2 separate regions of the Arachis hypogaea genome follow, and region 2 is linked to region 1. A link is a contact called in public Hi-C data. All regions are on one chromosome and are shown on one strand. The core of a region is the stretch at or near the end of the contact, and the rest is flanking DNA. Distances in the headings are between cores, read along the strand shown. Region 1 has its middle 12 kb from the start of LOC112711157. Region 2 has its middle 6.8 kb from the start of LOC140175157.

What was found. Hi-C and Micro-C count contacts between places; a contact is called where the count stands out from the background.
Region 2: a contact with region 1 is called in a Hi-C map of leaf, with 4 times the contacts expected there. The contact joins two enhancer-like sites. A contact is called at or near these places in 2 of 8 Hi-C or Micro-C datasets (both in leaf).

What each region holds. Positions count from the first base shown.
Region 1 is chr9:86,032,899-86,039,749 of arahy.Tifrunner.gnm2.J5K5, reverse strand. No RefSeq gene overlaps it. Among protein-coding and RNA genes, the nearest start is that of LOC112711157, 12 kb to the right of the region's middle. Within about 2 kb of position 4,374, at least 1 of the 3 cell types and tissues checked has open chromatin away from gene starts, as enhancers often do.
Region 2 is chr9:86,220,271-86,227,121 of arahy.Tifrunner.gnm2.J5K5, reverse strand. No RefSeq gene overlaps it. Among protein-coding and RNA genes, the nearest start is that of LOC140175157, 6.8 kb to the right of the region's middle. Within about 2 kb of position 3,966, at least 2 of the 3 cell types and tissues checked have open chromatin away from gene starts, as enhancers often do.

The DNA of each region.
Region 1 (6,851 bases), core at 3,125-5,624:
GAGAAGAAATTAATCTCCATAGCTTGTGAGATGAAAAAGCTTTGTGCAGAGATTACAAGTGTAGAGAAAAGGCAATGTGCACCTGCCAATCCAGGTATATGCAAGAAGATGAGAATAGTTAAATAATAGTACAGAAGATGAGAATTTTCGGTCTAATCCCTTGTTTTTAATTTCTGGTCCATTTCAGTCTCTCGCATGTAAGTGGTCTAATCCCTTATTTTTTTCACCTTTTTTTCATGTTGAGTAGTTAAATAATAGTACAAAAGATGAGAATTTTTTTACTCTTCTTCATTTGTTTGTTATTCTCTATAGACTGGTTGGTGTTGAAGAGACTTCATTTATAAATCTTATAGCACCTTTCATCAATGATAATGCTCGAGTTTCTCATATTTTCATTTAACCTTTTTGTTGAATGTATTTCTGACTTTCAAATTTGAATTTTATTTTTTTCTCAATGCTAAATATAATAGAAAACATAAGTCTAATACTGATATGTATCAGAAAATAGCATAGCTTGCAATGTTTTACATGTGTATACCAACTGAATACATAATTGGCTATGTTTATGAAGGTTTGGTGAGTTTTATCTTGTGTTGTTCATAACACTATTAAATACTAAAACTAACACCTCTCTTCGTCGATTTTATCTTTGTTTGGTTGTGGTTGTAACAAGTTGAAAGTTATATTGGTTGGTGTTATGCTTTTTGGATAGAATCAATATTGATGCTTGCATTTGTTATTACTGGATTTGTTATGAAGCTTTTACAGTTAAAAGGTGAACACTCGACACTTGTATCAATTTCATGTAAAAACTGTTTTGTTTTTTTTTTTTAATGTTGTTTATATATGTTTTGTTCCTGGTTATTCGGAAAAAGGTACTTGTTTTCCAAAGATAAATCAATTGGAGTGATAGAATTTATGTTGTCAATGTTCTAGGTATTTCTTTTTCCATTGATATCCTAATATCCTCTATGCTTCGACTGCTTACATAAGATTTGGCTTATTTTACTGGTAAATTTATCAGAAGCTCTCATGTCATATTCATGTTTTTAAAGTCTTATTCTTTTACCATGTCTTATTTTCATTACTTATTTTTTTTTTGTTAGGTTACATAGCATACAACTTTGTCTTTGATGCACAGTTTGAGATCTTTGTTAACAAAGTGAAATGGTGGCGGTGAACATGGAGCAATGAGAGGTAGTAGAGCTCAAGCTCAACGTCATAATGTGGAGAAATTTAAGAAAAGAGAAAAACTTAAAAGAAGAACAAGAGAAGTCAAAAGTAGTATGCCACAGAAGAGTGGTCAAAATAAGAAGAGTGCGGAACAAGATACTGTTGAGAAAGTAAGAGGGGGAGACAGAAGAAGAGAAGAGAAGAGGGTGTTAGTGAAGGACAGAGATTGCAGAAGGCTAGAGTTGGTGGTGGTATTGCTGAAACTGAAGCTGTAAAAGCAAACAAGAACAAGGAACAAAGTTGTAATTTGTTCAATCAATAATAGTGATTTATAGTTTTCAGATCCATTTAGTTTCAGTTTTAAATGGTTTGTAATCGTTCACTTTGCTGCAATTTTTTTTATTTGAAATTTAATTTTTGTAGGAATTTTAAATCGTCACAAAAATTTCAAAAAATCGCCAAAATATCAATTCAAAATTTTCACAAAGCAGACAAAGAACTGCCACTAAATTTTATCGTGAGGGTTTTGTAAAACTGCCACAAATAAGTTCGTAGCACCTCAAATTTTGGAAGTTTAAAAAACTCCCACAAACCTTTTTGTAGGAGTTTCAAATCGTCACAAACTAAGAAAAAAACTACCACAAATCCACTTAAATCTTGTAGTGATATTAGTTTTCTAGAAGTAGTGATATGCGAACAAACAAATCACTACTTGTTCAAATTGTCATGATATCAAGTTGATCAATTTGATCTTGTCACATTGTCATCTTGTACAATTTTATAATTTTATCAAAAAGTTATATGACAAATTGATAAATATCAAGTTTAATATTATCATTATGTACAACTTGTTTTCAACACATAATTAAGTAACAACTCATTCTTTGATTAAGTCTAAAATTATGACTAAGTTAATTTATCCAATTTTAATTTTGGTCAAAATTACCACTAAATATTCTAAACTTTCATATGTAAGTTATGTATGCATATCATCTTTAAGTTGATCAAGTTGTAATATTATACTTAGACTTTAGTTAAAGTTTTATAATATTTTTTAATTTTTTTTAAACTTTAACTTACTCCACTTGTACTATTTGGTACTTCTAACTATTTTTATTGACTTCAAAATTTTGTTTTTCACTTTCCCAGTGACACTCAATATGTACTTAATTTGATACATTATTAAGACTCAAGAATTTCTGAAAAATGAGTCGTGGTATTGGCATAGGAATTTACTTGTGAGAAGTATAATATAACCCTATAAAAATATTGAACAATCTCTCATTTAATTTGATTTCAAGGATCATGAGTTTTAGAGATTGGAGTTTTTTCAAAAAAAAATGAAAAATAATCTAAAAATATATTTGTTTTTTATTAAAAAAATTGGTCTTTATCTTTAAATATTACAGAAATTAATTATTTTAGTAATTTTAATACTAAATATTATTTTTATTAATTAAATCTCTCTAACATTTCTTTAGAGTATTTTTCCATTTATATAACTATTACAACTTATTCTTTCATTTGCATCAACTTACCAGCAGAAAAAAGAATAACAAAAATATAGTAAAATATTTTAAAGGAATATATAGGAGAACGGTAGGTAATTTTCATGCATCAAATTCTTTTTGGGACTTCTTGTTTTCAATTTTCTTTATCATTTAGGCCAAAGTTAGCTTTCTATTATTATTATTTTCATTTCTTTCAATTCTCTTCTTTATTAATAACAACAAACGTACCTCTTTTAACTATTGCGTAGGAAGATCATATGTCATATTTTCCATGGAATAGGTCAAAGATCAATCAAAGTAAAACTAACATGAATCCTCAGTGAACTTCTATGGCGCTTTCATGACTTCATTAATTTTCACAAAAAGAAAAACTTTCATATTTTAATTATTTCATTTTTCTCATCACTAAAATAAAATCACACCCTTAATAACACCAAAATAAGCACTGATGTCACAATAGATTGAAATCTTTTGCTTCCCCTTGCAATCTATTGGTAGGTTGACCTTCTCCAATATATAGATAAATCACAAATTATTTTTTTTTGGCACATCTATCTTTTTAAACTTAAAAAGTGCCTATTTTCCCATATAACAAGAAAAAATAATTTAGAATAGAAAACATAAATATATCTGACCTTAATTTTAAAATGAATAGAAAGAGAATTCGCATCGTTAAATAATTTATTAGATAATCAAAATTCGTAAAGATTATTTAATTTTTTGTAGAATTACTTGCAGCGTCTTATTTTTGAGCAAGACACTGTAAAAATAATTCTTAAGAAAATTATTGAAGACAATTAAATCTGGTCGCTTTAAATTACAAGCTTTATGAATTCTTTCATTACTATATATATAGACTATTTGAATTATTTTTTGATGCTATATATATAAATATATTGAATAAATTATATTAGAGTTGAAATTTAGTGGTCTATGTGAAATTTATAATACATATACCTCCTTCACACTCAGAAATAATGGTTTGGAGTGTGAATATTTATAGATAGGTGACCTAATAATATTAGATCAGATAGATTCTAATACCATATTAAAATTAAAATTGAATGAAACTAACTCAACTACAAAAAATGGCTCATGAGGTAAATGATATGTCTCACACTTAAAACTCTTTAAAAATTTTATTCATGAAAAATGTAAAATTATAATAAATTATAATATTTCCTAATTTTATTTGAGAATGCACGTGAGAGCAAAAAATAAGCATTATGTAATAAAATAAAATACTGTTTTAGCTTCTTCTATTTGAGCAAAAATAAGCATTATGTAATAAAATATATAATAAAATATATAATAGTTCTAAAACCAATCATTCCAATTATGCTGGCTCAATCTTCATTTATTAAACAATGTTTTGATCTCATCTTTTTATTACATTATATAGCTATGGCTTTCCATATTCAATTAATCAAATCATAATTAAATAGTATGATTGATATTATTATTCTTTTAGGTATAATGTATTTGTTGTGAAGATAAGTAACACACCACATTCAAATATGTGGACTATGATCATGATAATAAAATAGCCAAGAAGTTTGTATTTGTTTTTATCAATTGCAACAAAAGTTGGTGCCTCATCAATAATACTCTAAATTCTTTTCTAGGTTAATATATAAAAAATAGAGATGATGATTGATGAGGACATAAAGTGTATGATAAGGAAGGGCATACAAGGCATAATGCCTAAGACCCCATTACCCTTCTCCTAACCTATGACTCTATTCTATAGTCACTAAAACCAAAACCGTTCTTGTCTTTGCGTTTTGTGGTTTTACCATTTCAAAAAGCTTAAAAAGGCTAAGGCTTCACATTAACGTTGTTACCTTTATTTGGTTTGGGCTCTATATAGATTATTGTGCTCAAATAATGGCACAACTGAAACTGTTCCATGATGATGTTAAACACACATGGGGTTGAAAGAGTCATGGATGATGATGAATCTATGTGCTACTCAATGTTTCCTCTTTTCTTTTCTTTTTAACAATAAAAAAATCTCACATAATAATGATGATGCTATATTTATGGATTTCACAAAAATAAAATGTTACATCAAAAAATCAATATATATTTTTCTTAGATGATTTTAGTAACCACCCGTTTGAATCAATAATGCAAGTAAGAGATTTTATTTTAACCTTAGCAAAAGGGAACAACTTTCTCACGTGTGATGATCAGAATTTTCAGGTTCTCTATGATTTTTAAGATATTTTTACTAACTGAAACGAAGTTGGGATTACCTTGATGACTATATAGGAAGTTATGTCATTTGTCAGTGACCATAATAATTTATTTATTTATTTTGGGGGGTAGAGTAAGAGTAGCTGGTGTTATATGGTTCTTTCAAGTTTTAAAGTCACCTTCATTCACAAATATATCATTTTCTCCCAACTTGCATTTTGTAAAGGTGGGTCCACTAAATTATGAAGTTTGGAGCCCATTCTTTTTTGGGTTGATAACAGTATTGGAAAGTTTTCAAGTATACCATTATATCGATATTTCAGTGATTTTTAATTATTGATTTTAATTATAAAAAATATATAATTAAGATCAACGTTTAAAAATTACTAAAACATTAATATACCATTATATTTGAGAATTTTTAAATAATATTTTGGATTAGTTTTTAATTTAGGATTTGAAAAATTCAACCATGACAAAATGGTTTCTAAAAAATATTATCGACAAAATAGTTTTTGAATAATTTAAAAATACGATATAAAAATCAATAAATATTATATTTTTTATAAATAATAAAAAATTTAATATTTAGCAAATAACTTATCCATTAGATCTAAATATTTGCAGCAATATTTGAATAAATATTTAAAAGGTGCATAAAAAAATTCGGAGCAAAATTTGATCTCTATTTTTTTAAAAAAAATGCCATTATTCAAAATATTTTTTTAAAAAGAATTTATTTGATAGAAAAATTGCCAAATTTTAAAAATGAAAAGATCTTTTTTTAATCATAATTGTAAAAATTTGCATCAAAATTTAATTTTTAAAATTATTTTTTAGAATATATATTTAATATTTAATTTTTTTGTCGTCTTTTTAAATTTTTCGGAGATTTATTTGTGCCTAGCATATTTTAGAATTCGTTTTGTTAGATACAAACTTTCGAGTACCATTTTAATAGTTTACTCTAATATTGCTTTAGAGTTGTGGACGATTGAAATGTTAACCTCAAATGTGACACTATTTAAAATATAGAAATCAGAATATAAAAATTAAATTCTCTAATTTTATTTTTTTTATAATTTTAAAAAATATCAAAAATTATAATATTAAAATATACCCTGGTCTCACTTTTGATATGAAAAGAAAAATAGCCCTTTGGAGACTCCAATCAACTATATTGGCAATCTGTGTGGTAAGTTCAAAGCCATTTTTTTTTTTTTTGGTATTAAGTTCAAAGCCACTTTACTCTCTGGTTTCAATTGACTGCACTACTTGGATGCTTCTTAGTCTCACACTAATACCAATATTTTAGTTTGGACTTTGGATAATTGGATGTGGTCAAATTTATGGTATGTTTTTTTTTTATTTTCGCCCCTTTTTTAGATAATAATATCTTTCAAAAAAATTTTAAATACAAAAAAGGTAGTGTTATTTTTTGATATGTAGAAATGCCTAGTGTTATATTTACAAAATATAAAAGAATTGGAGTTATTATTACTTCTTTTTAAAATGTATTATCACCCATTTTAGAATAGAAACATATATATTTTTAAATAAATAAAATATTATTTTTATTCATAAAAGATAAAAGAAATGACAAAATTATAAAAAAGTATTAAATTCACATTGATCTTAGGAAAAAATAACCCGGTGCAAGTGCAATTAAACCATTGTTTTTATGACGGAGATCTAAAAAGTGCATCATCAGTTAATTTCATAATTTAAACTCGTGATCTTAAAGTCTCATAAGAACAATTAAACCATTGTTTTTAAGGCTCTTTTTGTTAGTATATAGTTATATAATTATTCACATATCTTCTTCTATTCTTCTATCGGTTTAATCTTTTGAGAAAACTGATTTTATAATATAGTATCATAACTTCTATATAAAAAAAATCTAGAATTCGATCAGTTAATAAAAAAAAAGAATTCTAGTATAAAATAAATAAAAAAAATATATGCAAA
Region 2 (6,851 bases), core at 2,717-5,216, 190 kb before region 1:
TGTATATTTTTATTAATACTTACTCATAATTTAACATGAATTTTGATAATTAACTATTTTATTATAGTAAAATTTTACAAATAACAAAATTGACTAGAAAGGTCTTTTTTAATTTTTTTCCAATTAAACCATCTATTTATTAATTAGTTCAAAAAAGGAAAAAATTCAAAAGTAAAAAACAACCAATGAAAAAAAAAAAACAAACGACGATACACATCCCTTCCCTTCTCTGTGGATAATTGATATTATAGTTTTCATTGAACACTAATGTGGTTAATTAAATACTTACGCATACACATCCCTTCCCTTCTCTGTGGTTCTGTATATCAACTTTTGTTTTTTTTTTTTTTTTGTCATAAAAGGTTGAAGTCAATTTTAAAAATTTTGAAAAATATTGGATAGACTAAAACTATTACTTTACCAAACATAAAGAAAAAAGTATTCAACTTAGCATCTATGGCTTGAAGCATATATGGGTCTGGGCTATTTAGTGGGCTGACATCAATAAATTCCTTCCAGTTTTTCCAATACAGAATGTTTCCGTTGGTTTAAACTTTAAACATTGGACCCAATAAAATGATTTCCCCAAACCCAAAGAAAGTAACATCCCAAAATTGTGCCGATTATTCACACAAACACACGCACACAAGCAAAAAATAATAATAATAATAATAATAATTCAAACTAACCACAAATGGGATGGATGAAATATCTTAACATAAGTAATAAACTGAATCTCTAGACTTTAGTTTATTTGGAAATATTAGGTAATAAAGATGAAATTCTGGATTTTTTATTATAAAAATTTTTATATCGTGTTATAAAATTATCTCCCCTAAAAATTTAAATTATTAAGTATTAACATAGGATTATATATAATAATAATAATAAATTTTTAATAATTATCTGTAAATATTTTTGTGAGTACAAATTTAGCTCTGGACATGCCTGATTAAATGTAGTAATTAATAATTAACTACGAGAAAAGTTCAACAGTTTTTATTGGCCAGCAGTTTTATTTGACACAAACACTGTCAGTCCAACAATTTTATTTCATGTTTTTAATTTATACTTTTAAATATTATTGATTAATTCTTGACTAAAATATTAAATTGTGTTGCCCTGTAACATTATCCATCAACAAATTTTATTGTATTGAACTTTCCAGTTGTTTAACAAAAAAAAATAGTTTACATTAGTGACACCCATTACGCAAGATATATTAAAACTTTAGCCGTACAAAATTTATTAGTTTTCTCCCTAATTAGACTGTCATTGCAGAATATAGACATAGTGATATTTAGGAAAGTACATTATATAAATTGTAAGCCTAGTGTCTATAATTAAGTAGACCATTGAATTAAATTGTATGTTGCCCGTGTCAAGAAATAGTAAATCTCATCTTATTCACATAAATGCTTCTATTTAATTAATAAGGGAAATTGATCATAAACCTTTCATCTTAGTAGCAAGGTTTGGAAGTTAGATAGTAAAGTACATGTCCATTATTATTTCAAAACCGAAAATAGGTAAATCCCCATTACTTCCTAACCTAATATTTTAATTTATGAATAATAAGATGGACTTGGGAAAGAATTTGAATAATTTGTTTCCTTGTGTTAATAGATTTTGTTGATAGATAATTGTTCATACCATTATTTAAATAATTGAAGTCGTACTAACTTTAATTTCCATGTAATAAAGAAAAATATTAAATAATGTAGATAATAAATATATCGAATGGTTATCTTAATATTAAAATTTAGATAGATAATTTAAGGAGGTAGTGTATTTTTATTTTATTGGACTAATTTTAAAATTCAACCATTTTTAAAAAATTTAGAATTTAGATTATAATTTAGAATATAAAATTTAACTTTAATATTAATAAAATTATTTTTTTAACTTTAATTTTTAGAGAATTTAGGATTTACGATTATAATTTAGAATATAAAATTTAAAATTTAATATTAAAAATTAAAAAGAAAATTAACTCATATGTTTGAAAAAAATTGGTTCTCTAATTAAAATTATAATAATAAATTAATAATACAAGTATATATATATTGTAAGCAACTTAATTAGTTTAACCTAGAATGAATAAAAAAGAATGTGATGGAGACCTACCAAGGACTTTGAAGTTCCTAACTTTTAAGGTTTTTCCTAATTGAAGCTGTTTAAACCATAGGGTGGCTATCTATACTTTTAGTTACGTTTTTGGTTTCATTTGATTAATAATTATTGCCTCATTTAATAATAGTATTTATTTTCATAGGAGTTGAGACCTATATATATTATATTATATAGTACTAAATTAAAACATTAACAAAAGGACCTATGTGTAATAAGGGAACTTTGGGATTAGTAACATATGGGTTGTGAATTTAATGCAATGGATATTACACAAATGAATAGGAACCAAGCAATGACCTAGATGTAACTTTTGTTGTATACTACTGTGCATTATTATTGCCATTTTCTCAGGTATGTATATATGCTTAAGCACAAAGCAAAAGAGAAGATTTATTAACCATAACTAATAACTAATAAATGACGTATAAAATGTACACTAATAATGTCAGTTAGGCTAGGCTCCATACCCTAATAAGCTATGCTCTTATTAATTCAAAGTTCATTTATTAGCTGTCTTTTAATTATATATTGTCTAAAATATTTTAGATCAATGAAGTTCTTAATAAATAAATCTCTGGTCAATTTGACATGAGAACATCATTTTATTTAAATAAATAAAAACATATAAGTTTCTAATCAATTTAAAAAGGAGTGTTAGAGGATTAGTAATTTTTATGATTTGTAGTTATTAAATAATTATCAATAATAATTTTTATGGTGTGAGATTTCATCCAATTATTAGAAATTACTTATTTTTCTTTTGTTGATTATATACTAGTCATAATTTAATAAAATTACTGACCCTAAATTTTTTCAAAATCTTTCTTCAATTTGAATTTAGAAACAAATCGATCTCTATTCATTTTATATTAATATTTAATATTCAACTTGGCATGTTAATGTGACACATTAATAACTTTAGTTAAGATAATGGTGATACTAATAAAAAGGTCATATTATTTTACAAAAATCTGGACCAAACTAAACCTTTTTTTTTTTGTTAAAAATCGTATTGTTGTTTGGAAAAAAAAAACAAAATTTGAATTGATACTTCACCCTATTCACAATAATACAATATATAATTAGGAAGATGGTGATGAAGTTGGAATTCTAAGGCTTAGGTTCAAGGGAGTTGAACTACAAATAAACTTTGTTGGCCAAATTGTGGTTTTGGCAGTGAATAGTCAAAAGGATTCTGTAAGTGAACATAATTATAACCTCTTTTCCCCCATCATTTTCTACAGAGCTGTGTTCAGCCACCACCGAACTGTGGGGTTTAATTTGAATGAATGAGGGATAAAAAAGGGGATAATTTAATTTTATGTATATGTTTGGACCACTGCTTTTGTTATATAAATCATGAAAGAGCTAAATATAATGTAATGTCATATGCATGCTTTATTGCATGCTCGTGCAATATTAATTATGGGAACAAAAATTGTCCTCAAGCAGCTGCTACTTTAGATAAGATCAATAATGTACTATATAATATAACAAGTGCTTTTCATATATACCATCTAATTTTCGTTATTAATGTTTATGCAAAAAGTCTAAAAGCCCTGTCGTCCTTCACCCCTCTCACACTCTTCTAGCCTTAGTTGTTATATTTGCTAACCTCAATCAAAGTGTTAATAATAATAATAATAATTTATAATTTATCTTGGACTAGCAAGACACATTATGAATATTGGTATTATGATTTTTTTCCTTCCATAAAATTAAACTAACTAGTCCAAAATATTTGCGAATTTCCAGCTTTATATCACATCACTAATTGAAGAGGGAATTGATATCTCTCGTGTCCTTATCTTATCCATAATTGTCTTATATATGTGAGGGGTGGGGTACTATATATGGTAATTAACTTTAATCATAATTCATAAAATTTTGCAACATAAAAGTGAAGTGGTTTACAAACCAAGAGGCATTAATTAGTTTGGAGAAGTACTATTTTAATCACAAGTTACAAAAATGAAAGTAAAATAAATGAAATAACGAAATTGTGGATAACAATCACACACATTTTTATATTCCAGATACCGAACACACTGGTGGATGGGCATGGCTAATTTAATAATTTTGCGCAAATGATTGAGATAACTTTAACATCTATTAAAAATCATTGAAACCGAAGATTGAGGTGCTCCTAATCTAAATTTCCATCACCTAATTAAAAATTTGGACAATACCATGGTGAAGAGTATAATTTTGATAAAAAATTAAAATTACTTTTTAATAAAAAATTTTATTCTTGACTCAATTTTATTATTCACCAAAAATTTTTAAAACATTCAATTCGTCCGGTACACTTTTCTTCTCAATATTTTTACTTTGGTATCCAAATTAAAATAAAAAATTAAATTATAAACAAAATAAAATATCTATAGTTTGAAATCGTATCTTTTTTTAATTCCCATAAAACTATATAATAAATGAGCTAATTATATATCTCTAATTAAAAATCAGAGTTTGTTCAATTGCTTTCAATTATTCAAGACATAAATTAATACTATGTATGTTGATTTTTTCAATACTCAAATGACACCTCACAACAATTGATTTTTGAAGTGAAAATAATCAACCTTGTCTAGAAACTTCGTTCAAGGTCAATTTAATGTTGTATATATAATTGACATAACCACCCCACATGAAATAGACTAATAACATGATAAAGATAAGTGAACCAATTTCATAAAAGTATTAAATAGAAGAGCCTCAAGCTTAATATACTGGGTCAAATTGCAACATTATTCCATGTACAAATAAACTCTTCATTTTTATTTTTTTAAATATCTATAATTTTATTAAATTTATAATTAAACTTTTATAACTTAAAAAATTTTAATTAAATCTTTATACTATTTTAAATTTTATAATTAGATCGTTGATATACTAAAATATTTAAAAAAATTTAGAATATTCAGCTTTAAGAATTTAATTTTTAAAAATAAATATTTTTAATTTATAAAAAAATATTTTAGTAATTCTATTATTTTTTACGATAATAATCTAATTGTAACATTTAAAATAGTGTAGAGATTTAATTAAAATTTTTAAATTATAGAAAGTTTTTTAAATTTGATAAAACATGGAGAGAGTTTAAGTTAATAAATTTAACAATAAGCAGAATGTTGGATTAAAAAAAATTAAAGAAAATCCACTAGATAATGATGATGTGCACATTATGACAAATTAGAAGCTTATTAGCCAAAAGACTTGATTAGATAATTAATTAATTAATTTCTATGTGCTTGACAGTGCAAAAACTTGGTTATCCTATCATCAAATCTAAGTAGCACTGAGAGTAGCCGAAAAGGTAGCCACATAAACATACATAATATCAGTTTCATAGAGCAATTCTGGTCTCTCTCAATTATGACATGACCACTGCTGTGGTATATTCCCAGTACCACAACATAGATTCCCAAATGAGAAATTAAATCATTTTGGTGCTCCAATAATTTTGTAAATTGTTTCAATTTATTACTTTTAATTAAATTTTTTATACCATTTTTCTTATAGTACATATTGTAAGTATAATATCCACAACTTACTTGGTCCTAGAATCACTCACTCATATAAATGACGCTATCATATTTTCATTTTTCAAACTCACTAACACTCATAAAACAAAGGAGAGAATTTCAAAACATACTCATTTTTATTATGGAACACATATACAATACACAAGGCATATGTGCCTTTATATAGGCAATGCTTCCTACTAAAATAATAATTTATGAATCACAAATCAATTTTGTAATGACTACCATGCTATGAGTTGTCTTCATGAATCTTCCTTCAACTTATATTTATGTAGTTTCTATAATCTTCTAATTTAGGTTGCTTGGTCTTCAATTTCAATTCAATTTGATTTTGAATTTCTTCAATGTTGTAAAATGTTGTAATTGTACTATTCTCTTGAATGTTCTTCAAAAATCTTCAAGCTTCTAATATGTTAGCTTCTAGCAATATCTAGCAAATTGATGATTATTGTATTCAACTAAAACTTTGCTTCTTCTTTGACCATTTTGACTTCAAAAACACTTCATGAAAATTCTAGTAATGCAAGTTGATTTATAATGAATTAACATTGCCTCCCTTAAATCAAGCTTACAGAATTAATCATTCCAAGCATCTTCTTCAATTTGTAAAATAACTCTGTCTTCAATGGCTTTGTAAAGATATCTGCAACTTGTTCTTCAGTTGGACAGTACTCGATCACAACTTCTTTTTCATTCACCAACTCTCTGATTTTGTGAAATCGAATATCAATATGCTTCGATCTTCCATGGAATACTGGATTTTTGCAAAGTGCAATAGCTGACTTGTTATCGCAAAATATTGTTGTTGGAGTATTTTGTTTCTCGTTCAATTCCTCAAGAATTCTTCTTTGCCAAACTGCTTGTGTTGCATAACTTGATGCTGCTATATATTCTGCTTCTACTGTAGAGAGAGCCACTACTGGTTGTTTCTTTGAAGACCAAGAAATTGCACCAGAACCAAGATGAAATACGAACACTGAAGTACTTTTTCTTGTTTCTATATCTGCAGCCCAATCACTATCAGTGTAACCGACAAGATTCACTTCAGTAGTATTTTCATAATAAATACCATCATTTAAAGTACCTTTGATATATCGAAGAATTCTTTTTGCGCTTGGAAATGGTTGGTACAAGGTTCTCCCATGAATCTGCTAAGCAAACCAACTCCAAACA